2 separate regions of the Drosophila melanogaster genome follow, and region 2 is linked to region 1. Evidence: chromatin contacts called from public targeted proximity ligation data. All regions are on one chromosome and are shown on one strand. The core of a region is the stretch at or near the end of the contact, and the rest is flanking DNA. Distances in the headings are between cores, read along the strand shown. Region 1 holds the start of mad2. Region 2 holds the start of CG5568.

Region 1 (7,831 bases), core at 3,471-5,970:
TCTGTAGATATGTCGATGTTATGTTGCGGCCAATTCGGTATGCTCCAATTCACTTGTTATTTATGGCCACATATGTTATGTTTCACATCTTTGATTCAGCTAAATTTATATTAGAATACCTACGCCAAATCCTTGTAAATCAAATAATCAAATCTCGCCTCTATTTCAGTTCACTTTCCCACGGACCGGTCAGCCTCGGGCATACCCTGCAATTTCGACTACTGCTTCCATAATGGCACCTGTAGGATGATCCCGGACATCAACGAGGTCTATTGTAGGTTAGTACTGCCCTGCTATCTAACTCTACATAGAAACTTAAAATACATAAACACATCGGTCAACTAAATATTTCATTAGTTTAATATTAGTTTATATGTTGTCTAACAATGAGACCAACTTAGTGTTTTGAATATTTTCTCCCTGTGCACTCGATGCATCCTGCCGCACAGTCGAGCTAGACTCCTCGAAACTGATCCCGAAACTCAAGTGGTTCGCTTGATAAACCTCGCTCATGTGACAGCTGATAAGACTGCATGTATATATGCATGTGTGTCTTGTAATATTTTGGCATCACATTACACGCTCGGCAACCGAGCAATCCGGGGGCAATTAAAAGGCCACAAATTTCGTGGCCGGAGTGGAGAACTCCACAAAGGCTCACTTGCCGGCGTGTGTGTATGCAATGTGAATAATGTCTTTCAGCGCCTCGTTTTATCTGGCAGTGCGAGTGTGCACACGCAAAGCGATGAATCGATTCGATCCAATCGGATCCCAAAAAAGCGCATTTCACTCGCTATCTCGAATGGGTATTTTTTTTTTCTCAGTTTTTGAGGAGACGTTGCAGGAGTGAGGAGGGAAATGAATTTCCATTTTGATCCCACTCCTTCCGCACTTTCCGTTTTTTGCTGAAATTCGCTGTATGCCACACACTTAATTTGTTTGCTCTTTTGTTTATATTTGACCGGATCTTTGAGTGGTCAAGCAAATACTGCACCGCAGTTCATGGCCATTTCGATTTTTCCCACTTGTGTATTCCTTAAATATAATTATGTTTCGAAAACAAAATGCGATCTATACTAAATCTGTGCAACCAATCTTGTCTGTCTTTTCAGGTGCCCAACCGAATACTTCGGCAATCGTTGCGAGAACAAATGGCCCGACAGTAGGTACAGCTCTCCCGAATCATGCAAAAATTATCAGGGAGGTTATTACTGCTAAAATAGGCACTTCTATAGCATCGATTGTTTTGCGAGTCGAGTCAAACGCGAGTTATACACAATACCTAAACCGAATCCAATCAAATTAAATCAAATCAATCAAACCGAACTCAGTGCCCATACCAAAATAACGAATAACATAAACTATTATAAAATGAAATACGATAACGTACTACAACCTAAAATGGAATGGAATGGAAAATCCAACGAAATTCCCATTGCACAGTTCACAGCAATCCTATCACATTGAAACTTTCTGCAAAGCATCCGAGAACAGAGAAAGTGAAATAAACCAAATATAGTTGATAAAGCCACAAACACAGCCACACACAATCATACAGACAGAAAGTACAAAAACAGTATGCAGAATCGGACCAAAATCTAAACTCCAGACACCCACCCAATCACAGACACTCCACACACACAGACCCCCAACTATCAACAGTCACTTTGTAAAACGACGAACTAAAAGTTTTATTAGAGAACACATTCCAAAAAGAAACAAAGTAAAGTCTTAGTAATGAAAACAAAGAGTAAACGAAATAAATAACTAACCAAGTTGTTCATAATATATATAATTTTATAAACTAAAAAACATATTAAGAGCAATCAATAAAAACGAGAAGAATGCAAATAAATACGAATAAAAACAAAGGGTGCTATAGAAGGTTTATTTTAAATAGTGTTTACATAGGAACTTAATTTAATTTCAATTCACTCATCACACGAACCACACCAACCAAAACCACAAGTAAATGTAAAACAAAAAAACAAAAAACAGCAAAACAAAACAAAATAATCAAGCAACTCGGACATACGGACGGACAAGCGGACGGACACCGGACAACAGGAAAATTTGACTAAAAAGGGACATTTCCCCCACAAAGTACTGAGAAACTTGTCGAATCCTTTGGCTCAGCCCACACTTACTCACCCACTCACACTCAATATGAATATCCAGATTTACGATAAAAATCAACAGAGGCTCTCTTAGTTAGATACACGAATATCAACACGCATAAACGCTGGCAAGTTAGTTACAAAAAAAAACAGCACTCACCCACAAAGGCATCGAACTGACTAAACATTTGAAACGGGAACTGAATTTTGTTTTGTTTTCAGTGTTATTATTTGTAGTTTGCAAATATTAAAAACAAACCACATTCGATAACCCATTAGAATTTATGATTTTCAATTAATTTAAGTTATTACTCGTTATTAGACATTAACACTTGGCTGTAGATTTTGACAAACCAAAAAAAAAATACACCGAAAAGAACCCAATTCAAATCAAATCAAACAAACCAACAATTTCATTCTGCTCCTCGTTTTCTTTTATTTGGTGATTGTTTTTTTTTTTTTTTGTATTTTTTCTTTTAACTAATCTCCTGCGTTTCCGATTTGGGTAACTCTGTTCACTATTACTTCCTTAGTTTGTGCTCGTTTCCTCCTTAAGTGTAAACTCCACGGCAAAGTGAAATCTTGAGCTCGAATGAACCCAAAATAAAAATATATACATACATATATCAAATCACTAATTTTCAAGTAGTTCTTGCTAAAGACCTTCTCTTCAATATCCTTCTGCATGGATTTTTTCATTTGAGAGCGCAATTTTATGCTTGTAGTTGCCCCTAATTGTGGAAATGGTGTTAGCCAGCTTTTAGTTAGCAGTAAATGAAGAACTGAAAGATTAATTTTTAATTTTATTTATAATTTAATCTCTTCACAGATATTTTGTTGCAATCTACGGCCAAATACATACCTTAAATAACGACTATTAATGCATAGAATTTTGTTTCATTATTTTTATGATTTTATAAACAAAACGAAAAACAAAAAAAAAATCGAACTCCCTGCACTCCAAAAACGTGGACAATTGTAATTTTTTACGTTTATTAAAAAATTAGAGAATTTGTTGCACCAGCTGACCATGCCCAAAAACCCATCACCGTTCTCAAAGTTTGCAACTACAAAGAATACATATCCGAAAACAGAAAACAGAAAACATTTCAAAATTCGTACAATTCCCCTCGCCTAGAGTTCCTTCTTCCCGAGCGAAAAGTTCCAGATCCAGACTGACTTTAGCTACGTTTGTTCTTGTGCACGGTGACAGAATATCTTAAATGTATAAATCGGATGTATGAAAGCTGAGCAGAATTTTAAATTATTTATTTTACGAAATATATCACATACATATAACATCTAAGATCGAAGTTTGCGGTTCAAAGTTCGAGAGCAAAGCATTACCGATTCGACCCTGACTTTGACATTGTTGCGCTTTTGTTGTTGTATCATAGACAATAATTTTAAAATGATAACAAAGGTTGACGTAGCCGAGAACTTTGTAATAAATCCTGTAAATAGCTCTCGTTTTAACTAACGATAAGTTTTGTGTACATTTCAACTAAGGTAATGCAAGCCCTTCTTTAACCGTAATTTATTGTATTTAATTACACCTAAATTAAACGTAATTATAGCTATAAGCTCACACACACACACACACACACACACGAACACCCCACACAGACACCATGGAGCTACTTAATTTCGAAATACTATTTTATTTGTCCTCGTTTTTTTTGGATTTGCGCAATTTCAACACCAAAATATGTAAAATGGCAAATTAGTTTTTATTTCTTCACAATGTGTATGTTGACATCAGTTTGTATGGCTAGGCGTAAAGCAAGAAAGTGCGTAGAGATTATTTTTAGTTATTTTAAGTGGCAAATTTTTTATATATTTAATTATTGAAAGATTTATACCAAAAATACCATGTAAAGTTTAATTTTAATTTAAAACAAAACATTAAACAAACAAAAACGAAAAAAAAACAACAAAAACAAACAAAACGATGCGTAAGAAAAAACTTAATTAAAAATTTGCAAATAATTCACATTTTACAAACATCGATTGCTTTTTGATTTGGTCTGATATTCTGTTCTTGTTCACTGTGGCTTCTTGTACTTCGTTTATGATTTGCTGCTCTGCTTTTGCTGATCTTTTCTGTCAAATCAGAGGGCAGAGTAATCAAGGCTCTGACGAACCGAGCTAGGTTTTGGATAGCATAGATTAACTGGGTCCTCTATTGTTCTGGCTATATCAAAGTCTTGTCTTATTTTAGTCTCTTGGCAGGAATACGATGAACCGGATGGAACCCATTAGGCCGAACCACGCGGAATTACTTTTGCGCTCAGAAATGGATCTCATGCTTAGATTTAGTTTACACAAGGATGGCCAATAAAATTCTGAATTTGTTGCAATCAATAATTGTGTTTTGATTTTATTGCGCAAATAAATTGATGAATTTAAATATGCCGCCCTTTGGGAATTGCTTGGCAGCACTGGTCGGAGTTAGCCATCCCTGGTTCCACCATCCCTGGTCGCATAGCCAATACACACACCAAATATAGAAATATACTGAATTTAGCGAGTACATTCACCGATATTTATCGATATATTGCAGACAAACGTATCGAATGTATATCGAGCTTCTGTCATCTCTGCTAGTCAACACCTTTCAAAAATAGCGGCAATTTAGCAAATTGTTAATTTCTCTCCCACTTAAATCGACTTAAATCAACATGTCAACTGCCCAGGCGACCAAAAACTGCATCACACTCAAGGGCTCCGCTCAGATTATTGTGGAATACCTGAGTGAGTAGCAAGCTACGTCACGAAAGCGTCTGTAAGTTCGCCTGCAATGGCGTCTCTGGTTCTTTTTTTTTCCTAAATAGAGTACGGCATCAATTCGATCCTCTTCCAACGCGGAATTTACCCAGCCGAAGACTTTAACAACACGCAGCAGTATGGGCTAACCATTCTAATGTCCAAGGATCCCAAGATCAAGACCTTTCTGCAGAACGTGCTCAGCCAAACTGAAGGTTAGTGGTCTTTTGGAAAAAATTCAAGTTTATGGTGACCATTATTTGTATTCACCTATAGAATGGCTCTCGAAGAACATGATCAACAAGATCTCGATGGTCATTACGAACGCCCACACCAAGGAGGTGCTCGAGTGCTGGGACTTTAATATGCAGGCCGAGTTGGGCGATGGCGATATCAGTGATCCCACCAAGGCAACAACCACCAAGGAGCTGAGTCGCATACAGAACGAGATTCGCGACGTTATGCGGCAGATCTCGGCCACCGTGAGCTATTTGCCACTGCTCGATTGCATCTGCACCTTCGACATAATGATTCACACGCTGCAGAACACCGAATTACCGGCCAAATGGGACGAAACGGGTGCCATTGTCATACAGAATCCGCAGGCCGTCCAGCTGCGCTCCTTTTCTACAGGACTGCACAAGGTGGACACCGTGGTCAACTACAAGATGAGCACTTAAAAGGCAGTACCGCCTCATCCTAATGTTTAAATATTTATTTCGTTTCTATATTTACAATAGTGCGTAACGAACGTAACGTATTTGAGAGTTGCATTAAAAGCCAGTTGTGAAAAGCTAACAGTTGCTAAGTAGTAGTTTGGTTGGCCGCAGGGGTCGTCTATTTGTCTGTGTGTCTCAAATGCAATCTGGAGGACGAAACAGAGTGAGAGAGGGTAGCATTTGTTAGTGGAGCGCAACGCAGGAAAGGGCGTTTGTCTGGGCGACAGCTACCTATCCTAAGCAGCGCTTAGTCGTCAAGTCTGCGAGATAGACCCAAGTATCTAGTCTGTACCGAAGTATTTCTGGCCAAAGTGATTAGGTGCCACGGGATGCAGCTCGGAGGTGAGGATCTTCAGCTTGGGGAAGGCATTCACTACGGTCCGAGCGGCAATGGGTGTGCAGAAGAGATTGGACAGGATGATGCAGCTCTCGGGTACGCCGTGTTCCCGCAGCACATTCACCGCCTGCAGCACAGTGTTGCCCGTGGACATGATGGGGTACATGAGTAGCACCTGCCTGCTGCCGATGTCATCGGGAAAGCGGGCATAAACCACGCGGGCCTCATGCGTATTGGCATCGGACTCGACCAGGATCTTTCCAATGCGAATGGAGCGACAGCAGTCACGCAGTCCCTGCTCCATGGCCTCTCCCGATCGGATGATGGACACGCCGCAGTTGCCGGAGCGATACTTCAGTCCCTCGTAAATCGCACCGGTGGGCGTCTCCACATCGCAATGGGTGTAGGGCAGTTGGTTGAGCGACTCCTCGATGACCAGCCGGATGAGACGGTCGGCATAGAACTTGAAGTCACTGCGCGTGGTGTTCCTGGGGGGTAGAATTTTGTTGTACTGCTACTACGCTGCTGACTCCTCCTCCCCAACGTCACCTACTTGTCGCGCAATATGGTCAGCAGTTCGGCCACCTGGGAATTGCACTCGAGTAGCTTCAGGTTGCTGCCGTACTCCGCCAGGATCTCCTCCGATGTGGCAGCTGGCACCGCGGCATGTGCATGCGTGGGAGTGTGCAGCTGTTGCTCCTGCTCCTGGGCTTCCTGCTGCGGCTGCTGGTGATCTGAGGAACTGCTGCCCTCCTCCGACTGGGAGCCGCTGCTGCTGGGCGAGCCGGTGCGCATGACTCGGCTATTTGGTTGCTATCACTGGCTACATAAAATAAATAAATTAAAAGAATTGTACGTAGCACTTTGTCCTCCTAGCGCGTGCTTGGCTTGCTACGGCCACACTTTGTCGCGGCATTGCCGTTCGTTGCGCCTCGGTAATTTCTAGCAATTGGCAGTTAGCGCACGACTGGCCACACTCAGCAAATCACCTCGTGTTTCACTCGCAAACAAAGAAAAAAGTGCATTTTAATTACTGATTACTGCATTGCGATTAGGCGTTCGCGAACAACAACGTTTTCTTGCACATCAGCGGACTCAAAGGGCGCGCGTGGGCAAGGCATTGAGCACAGTGTCTGTGTGCGTGAGTGTGGGTGCGTTGTGCGTGCGTCGCAGTGTTGGTGCGTGTGCCCCCATGTGTGTGTGTATTTGTATTGCCATTAACTAATAAACAATAACCTTCGGGCCACGACGAAAGCCACGAAATCGGCACCGCTGCTGTTCTGTTCTGTACTGTTCCATCTGAACCAACCAGCTGAACAAGGAGACTCATAGCCAGAGACTAAAATAAATCGCCAACGCGCTTCCGCCCCCCCGCGAGAGGAGCGCCCAGTTCAGGAGCGGACCAGCGGCGATCCACTTCCCATATCCATATCCAAACAGAATCGCACTCGCCCAAACACACACACGCACGCAATGGCGGACGTGAGCGATCCCAGCGAACTGTTCGACCTGGAGCTGCACGACCTGGAACTGCAGGACGACAAGGCCAGGGACTCCGACGACGACAGGATCGAGCTGGACGATGTAAGATATAGCCCCCATTCCATGCCATCCCGTGCCAATGCGTGCCGCACCATCCCCCGATGCAAACTGCGCAGCAACAATTTCCCTCTTTGTTTACCTTTTCTGCGCTTTGTCTGCCAGTTTTCCTTTCGCTCGTCTGGGCATCCCGATTCCACACCCCCGAACCAGCATATCCACCAGCCGCACACCCTGCAAACTGGGCTTATCTGCTGCGCAAATGTCTGGCGTCATTCGGTTTCAGTCCAGTCGCCGATTATTCAGCGCATGTACATGCGCTCACTCATTGTACCATAAGTTCGACTCGATCA
Region 2 (7,831 bases), core at 2,944-5,443, 58 kb before region 1:
TCCTTTTAAACTGGGTCACACTTTTCAATTTTCAATTGGGTGCTAAGTGGTTGATTCGTTTTTGGTAGCCGACCATTGCTGTCTGCTTAGTGGTAACTGATTACATATGCGCATATTTTAATAGACCACAGTTATTCCCACATGGGGTTGTTTGCAAGAAAGTAGGGGTAAGAGTAAGGGCAAGACTAGAGTTCAATTTCTGGTGTAGATCTAATGAACAAATTAGTAGAAGAGGTACTAGTTTAGATTTTATTGTGTATGCTTACATCGCATTCCTATTTTCAGAAATATATTGCCTAAAGTTGTTGCTACCACTAGTTATTGTTATAATTTTTTAAAAAGTGCTCTTTGACAGCCGATCTGTTGGTTTTTCTGTTACCACTTCGAACGATTTGATCTACAATTAATGCTCCTCCATTTAGCTGCTTAAACTTGGCAGTTATGCGCTTCCTTACGTACTCCACCACATCCTGCGCTTCCAGTTGGGTACCCGGCTTCTTGACCAACGATGCTGCTGCCTCATCTCCATTTACTGGATCCCAAATGCCGAACACACAAGCCTCGAGCACATTTGGCATTTCGGCGATGACATTCTCAATCTCACTGGGATAATACATTATGTTCTGATACTTCAGCATATCCTTTAGGCGATCGATAACAAATAGATAACCATCCTTATCCACATAGCCCAAGTCCCCTGTGTGAATCCAGTTCTCAGAGTCTTGAATTTGCCTGGTTTCATCGGGATTTTTGTAGTAACCAGCCCATTTTTGGCTATTGTGGAAGCATATCTCTCCCACGACATTGGGTTCCTGAGCTTCACCCTGCTCGTCGATTACCTTGATTTTTATACCCCTAATCGCACGACCCACTGAATTGGGTTTCTCATCGAAATTTAAGTTAACGCTGCCCGCACTGTTGAGCTCAGTTAGGCCGTAGCAAAAATTTAGGCAATCGTGGCTAAGACGGCTGCGAACTTTACGCTGAACTTCCAGAGAACAGCTTGATCCTCCAAAAATCACGTAATTTAATGAAGACAGGTCAGCCGATTCGAACTCTGGGCAGTTGGCAAATATGGCTAGGTAGGAGCTACTTAGAAGCACCATCGAGATCCTATACTTTCCAATGGCGCGACAAAATAGCCCAGGATCAAAGTCACAGTCCGCTATAATACTAGTGGTACTGAACACGCCAGAGGTTATGGCCATCGAAAGACCCGAGCACCAGTCCAGGGTGCTCGACGTATACTGAATATTGGAGTTATTAATTGCCCTGAAATGTAGTTGTTTAAGAAAATGAAATAAAAGTCTTTAACTATATTTACATGTAGTCCACAATGATCTTGTGACTATTGCTGATGGTAACTGCCTTTGGAAATCCCGAGGTGCCGGAAGAACTGAGAATGGCCAGAGTGTGATCGATGCCATCTTTGAGACGAAGTGGTTGGAAATTCTGCATCACTGGAGTGGTCAGAACATCCTGGATCCTCACTGATCCCCTCGGATGATTCCGCATGGTGACTATCGTTACCTGGAGGTCCTTGGTGGCCGATTTAACCTTTTCATACTCATCACCATCGCAGAAGATCAAGCGGGGCTTTGTGATTCCAAAAAGTTTGGCGATGCATGCCTCTTCGTAGGCATTGTGAAGGGCGTGTAAGGGGGTTCCGTTGAAGAAGCATGCATATGCCACAGCTGATTGGTGAGTCGTGTGTCTGCCCATGACCCCCACTATATCAGTTTGCCCCAAGCCCATATTCCTCATATAACTAGCCACTCGCATCGCATTCATATGAAGATCTTCGCGGGTGAGTACGATGTCCTCCGTGATCGAGATCTGGTGGTTCAATGCAAATCTATACATTTCTCTGATTTCGAGAGAAAAGAAACTCACCTGGGCAATGAGTTTCGGATTGTTTACCATATCCCCAAAGATTATCTCTCCGATTGATAAGTTTGGCGAAAATAAACTTGGTGCTTCACGACCACTCCAGATCTTGAGTTTATCATCATAAGTGCACATCGCGTTCAATAGTTTTTGTTTTACTTCCATTTCAGCCATTATAAGAAAATGCTGAGTCGATTATTAGTTTTTAAGTAAATTATGCTATTATAACCCCTCGTATCAGCAATGCTATTTCACAGCAATAATGTACATAATTACGAAAGATCAGCTGTATTAACGATTTTGTAATCGATATGTGTTTCGGTATTATTTTACTCGGCGAATATGAAAAAATGCCTAAGATGGCGAACCTCTTAAAAAGCTTACGATAAATACAACAAATACAAATACAAATACAATAAAAATACAAATACAACATAAACATTACAATAATTAAATATGCAAAACTAATTCTTCTCCATAATTCGTAAAAACTCAGCTTTTGTGGCCGCTCTGTTTGCTTTTCTATTGCCACTCTGAATAATGTGATCCACAATCAAAGCTCCTCCATTCAACTGCTTAAATTTGGCAGGTATACGTTTCCTCACATACTCCACAACATCCTGGGCCTCTAGTTGGGTTCCTTGTTTCTTGACCACTGAAGCGGCTGCCTTATCTCCATAAACGGGATCCCAAATGCCAAAGACACAAGCTTCCACAACATTTGGCATTTCAGCGATGACACTTTCAATCTCGCTGGGGTAATACATGATGGTCTGATACTTGAGCATATCCTTCAAGCGATCGATAATGAACAAATATCCATCCTCGTCCATGTAGCCCAGGTCCCCGGTGTGAAACCAGTTCTCCGAGTCCTGCATCTTCTTCGTTTCTTCCGGATTCTTGTAGTAACCAGGCCATTTCTGACCATTATTGAAGCATATCTCGCCCACGACATTGGGTCCTTGTGCTTCACCCAGCTCGTTGACTATTTTGATTTGAATGCCTCTAACCGGACGACCCACTGAATTGGGTTTCTCATCGAAGTTGAAGTTTAGGCATCCGGGGCTGTTCAACTCGGTTAGTGTATAACTGAAATTTACACATTCGTTGCTTAGACGGCTGCGAATTTTGTTCTGGACTTCCAGTGAGCAGTTTGATCCGCCGTAAAAGAAATACTTCACGGATGATAGGTCCGCCGCATAGAATTCCGGGCAATTGGACAGCATCGCCAATTGCGAGGAACTTACGAACACCATCGATATTCGATACTTCTCAATTAGGCCACACAAATTGGCAGGATCAAAGTCACAATCTTCAATTATACTAGTCAAGCTAAACACGGCTGCATTGATGGTCATCGTGATGCCTGATGCCCAATCCAAAGTGTTTGGGTTATACTGAATAATCGAGCTATCCACGGGTCTGAAAATAATAAATTAGATGGGTGTATAAAATTAAGGTGGTAATATTTACAGAAAACTCCCAATAATCTGGTGACTATTGCTAATGGTGACTGCCTTTGGAAGGCCGGATGTTCCCGAAGAGCTAAGAATGGCCAGTAGTTGATCAGTACCGTCTTTCAGTCGCACTGGTCGAAAGTTCATCTCCACGGGAGTGGTTAAAATATCCTGAATTCTCAATATTCCTGCCGGGTGATTACGCATGGTTACTATTTGTACCTGAAGGCCTTTGGTGGCTGCTTGAACTTTCTCAAACTCATCTCCATCACAGAAGATTAAGCGTGGCTTGGTTATTCCGAACAGTCTCTCGATGGCAGATTGTTCGTATTCGGTGTGTAGGGCATGATAAGGAGTTCCATTAAAGAAACAGGCATAGGCCAGAGCAGTCAAGTGAGTGGTCAACCTGCCAATGACTCCCACAAAGTCACCTTGCTCCAGACCCAGTTTACGCATATAACTTGCCACCTTCATCGCGTTTGTCTGGATGTCTTTCCAGGTCAGCTCAGTGTTTTCTGTAACTGAAATCTAAAGGTTTTGTTTCGATGAATATAAATATTGTTTCTTGTAAATTTATTAAGTACCTGGGCAGTGAGCATAGCATTGCGCTCCATTTGTTGAAAGATAATTTCTCCAATGGACAAATCTGGTGAGAATAAACTGCGTTTTTCGCCACCACTCCAGATCTTTAAGTTTTCATCAAAGGTGTTTCTTGTCTTAAAGGGCGATTTTCCCGCTTGCAATTCACCCATTTTGTATAATACGTTAAGAATTAAAATGAAGGCTTATAATTTATATATCTCTCTAACTTCTGTGATAGTAATACCATAAAAACGAAAGTGATAGACGCAAGAACTCGAATTTAAAGCTTCAAGTTAGGTCTCACCATTATCAACTGACTTATTATATCGATATTTCTTTGAGCTAAGAAAGAGATACTAAAAGTTTTGTTCATAAGTGAATTTATTTCATCTACCAATCAATTATTCCGTCACTGTTGCCATACTAATCATATTTACTATTTATGTTTACTTAAGCAATGATTAATTGCCAAGACTGTTTTCATGACCGCTGATAATCCGATTTTGAGATTGCATCCCATAGTAAAATACTCAAAAAGATGTCGAAAAGTGTTTCAGCAAATGGTCAGCTGGGCTGGACTGGAATCTCCACCACCACCAACAATAAGATTATGATAATGGGCAGCCGTCAAAGAGAGGATTATGGGTTTTGGAAAACAAGTGGATTAAGGGGTTGACAATTGGGGGAATGTGCTGTCAGGAATTTGGCTTTTGCGTTTTGCATTTGTTTTTACGATTATGACCGACATGGATGGATCGGAATCGAAATCGTTCAGTTCTGCTCTGTCCCATTATGATGCGCTATTTTGAGTGACCCTGTCCTCCGCAAACATAGCGAAACTAATAAGTAAAATGTGTTTTTCAAACATTGATTTCGGCCAGTGCGTGGTGGGTGGTGTTTTAGGAAACACACACACACACACCCCCTTTTCGAGACGACAACATTTGTCATAAGGCCAAGACAGCCTCAACAGTTGTTGGCGATTATCATTTTGACAGTTGCTTCTCGCTTCGCTTTTGTTTCAGTTCCCTTGGCTGCGTTTTGGGCCTTGATTTATGCATTTTTAAGCGGTTCACTTATTGTTTCTGCGCACAAATATGGCCAAGTATCTCGGTATCTGCGAGATACAATCCCCTAGTCAGCCCTTGCCGCGTAATTTGTTGATTTATTGCAAGGCTGCCACTGCAGGCATCTTCATTAAGCAGCACTAGCTTCCGTTTTTTATCCGGCCACGCCCGTCGTCTTGCAGCGCCCACGATTCGCTTTCATTATCATTATCCTGCCGGCATTGTCCTTAGCCTCGTTTGTCATGCTCGGTGCGTCTGCTTAAGTTTTCGCACGCTCCAACGCCTCGGCTTCCTTGGCGCAGCCTTCAAGATGTGGAAATTGAATTGAAAACGTGCTGAAGCGTTAAATGCTCTTGTGTCAACTGCTTCCAATCCACCCAAACCTCCTCGCCCCCAAATGTCCTTCTGTCCATCACATTTCGTCCTGTGTGTGTGGCGACATATGAGAATTTGTAACCTCAGCACAAGCTGGTCCGAAGTTGCGGCTGCGTCGGCCGTTCTCCGCTCGCCCCCCAAAAAGTTCCCGGCCAAGTGGCAAGTGGCAAGCAAGCGGGCCATAATTAATTCCAAATTGCATCCGCAAAGGATTGCCAAGTTTCGCTGGCCAAAACTTATCGAAGGTACGATGCAGAGTGTGTTGCTTAAGGGATTACCGAAAATCTGCTTTTCAATATTGCTCATCTCTTTAAGAGCTAAGTAACTGTTCAGGAGCAAGAAAATTCTTACCCAATGTAATTTATTTGTAATTTTTTTTATATTTATAGCCTAAAAGTATGCTATTGCGTTTTATAAAGTTCCATATTTGGCCGGTAATGATGATGGCGCTATTCTACTTTGTACTAAAATTATATCGGCGACATCTAGCGAACATTGTGTGAAGTCGCAGCAGCTACGAAACGCCATCTGCTGGTCGAGCTGAGTTTCATAGCTATTAAACTATGTCAGTCAGAAACGTGTACAACAAATATATGCAAGGAAGTCTGTAGTCAAGCTGTCTAAAGTGTCTGTCTAGACAGCTGGTGGTTGCGGTTCAATCCCAACTTTGGTCAGCACATTTAGTTTGTTTTTGTTTTAAATTAAAATATTGTTTTTTTTATATACTTCATTCATATAAATTCATATATGGACATATGTACTCTGAAAAGGACTTAAACTAATACATGTACCAAAGTCTAAGATACGTTTTTGGCTACTCTTAAAAAAAAATAACAAGAAATTACAATCTCCGAAAATATTCATGAGTTTTCTGATCCCTCTATATAGAATAGTATTGTTTTCGGATTTTCGCCAGCTGCAAGAAACTACAAACATACATATACATATACATATGGATATCAACCTGTCTTTATGGCAACTTGGGTGTTTATGTTGCTGGCGGGAAGGGAAAATGTCGCCAAAGGATGGGGACATGGGCCACGGGACTGGGACAAGGCGACAGGAAACAAATAGACAAAATGCAAACTTTATTTTTAGTAGTTTTTGGCGCCGCGGTTCCTGTAAGTTGGCTAGAAATACGCAGACCATCGCACAAACGCAGCATCGCCTGTTATCCTTGCGGATGATAATGATAATGATGATGATGATGATGATGATGTTGTATCCTTGCCGCGCCGGGCGACAGTTTCAGTGATTTTTCTCTGCACTTTGGCTATGCTGGCATTTTTATGTGGCTGGAAAGAATGGATGGCATGGCTAAATGGAAGTGTCTTGCCAAAATATTTGCATCTGCCTCGATGGACAAATTTGCGTATTTATGAAAAGAACAGATTGAAATTGTGCCCCTGCCATCGTCGTCTTGTATCTTTGTCACTTGTCGTGTTCTTGTCGCTTTTAAATTGAATTTTCAGTGCACTTTGTGGCGCAATTAAAGCTTACTTGCTGCTCTTCTTTACGAGCTGTCCTGTAAATATGCAGTAAATATACTTGGCTCATAGCCAGCCAGGCGACGATGTCCTGTGAATTGTCCTTTGGCTGCTCGCCACTGGTCACTGCGCCATGACCGCCGCTCTTCACTCTTCGAATGTGAATTGCAAAAGCCTGTCAACGGCTCACTGAATAGATTGCATTGTCTGCCAAGTTATAGATGCAGTGAAATGTCCTTTTGCGTGCTGCGTGGGTGCGGTCCATGCAACTCTTTTTTTCACCAGTATAACATGTCTTTGGAGTTCACTGACTTGGAAAATGAGCAGCGACACGTCGGCCTCAGATAGGTAAATATGATTCAGTATTGCAGAAATATATTGCAAAGCAATCAAGTAGATAACTAAAGACCTATGCTAATAGTGAAATTGCGAAAGGAGATGTAATGGGTTTTTATGATAGAAGGACCAGTTTAAACTTATAAAGGTTCATATTAAATACGTCTTAATTTCTCTAAGTTTCCATTCTTTATCTTCGGATTAATCACTCCCCTTAAACAATTTGACAAACAACCTGCCTGTCCAAATTTGTAAAGAACCCATGACCGCCCCACTGACCAGCTCTCGTATTCCCTTAACCAAAGTCCAAAAGTAATATCGAGTATATACCTTTCATCTGTGAAGGCATCGCGATGCCGCCTCCTGCCCCCTGCCCAATGCCCCCAGCCTCCTGCCCATCAAGTGGGCGTGCCCTGGGCGGGCCATAAACAACCTCTCACGGCCTCTGCTCCGCGTCGGTTCCCAGTAAGCAACAATCCGCGGCTAATCGCCAGACTACTACAACTTGAAGAAGCTGCCGCCGCGGATGGCTGGCTGGCTTAGCTGATGCTGATGGTGATGATGGTCGGAAACAAAGTCAGAGGTTAAGCACGTGCGCATCACTGTGGGCATAGGGCACCGAGCACTGGGCATCGGGCAT

What was found.
Region 2: a contact with region 1 is called in a targeted proximity ligation map of the Kc167 cell line, with 4 times the contacts expected there. A contact is called at or near these places in 61 of 107 Hi-C or Micro-C datasets (the Clone 8 cell line, the D17-c3 cell line, the Kc167 cell line and 19 more) and 2 of 7 datasets of targeted methods (both in the Kc167 cell line).

What each region holds. Positions count from the first base shown.
Region 1 is chr3L:5,809,982-5,817,812 of dm6, reverse strand. It overlaps mad2, which reads left to right and starts at 4,720. Exons shown (of 3, transcript NM_139734.3): 1 at 4,720-4,871; 2 at 4,952-5,098; 3 at 5,160-5,678. The coding sequence starts at 4,799. The coding sequence ends at 5,563. It overlaps kri (krishah), which reads right to left and starts at 6,840. Exons shown (of 3, transcript NM_139733.2): 1 at 6,493-6,840; 2 at 5,834-6,427; 3 at 5,585-5,748. The coding sequence starts at 6,734. The coding sequence ends at 5,884. vn (vein) reads left to right here. Exons shown (of 6, transcript NM_001014565.2): 4 at 170-278; 5 at 1,113-1,162; 6 at 4,339-4,475. The coding sequence ends at 4,379. S6k (Ribosomal protein S6 kinase) reads left to right here and starts at 6,882. Exons shown (of 10, transcript NM_001274521.1): 1 at 6,882-7,523. The coding sequence starts at 7,413.
Region 2 is chr3L:5,867,863-5,875,693 of dm6, reverse strand. It overlaps CG5568, which reads right to left and starts at 4,193. Exons shown (of 3, transcript NM_139735.4): 1 at 3,929-4,193; 2 at 3,361-3,872; 3 at 2,176-3,309. The coding sequence starts at 4,096. The coding sequence ends at 2,352. CG18586 reads right to left here and starts at 2,383. Exons shown (of 3, transcript NM_001274524.1): 1 at 1,921-2,383; 2 at 1,325-1,836; 3 at 228-1,272. The coding sequence starts at 2,061. The coding sequence ends at 315.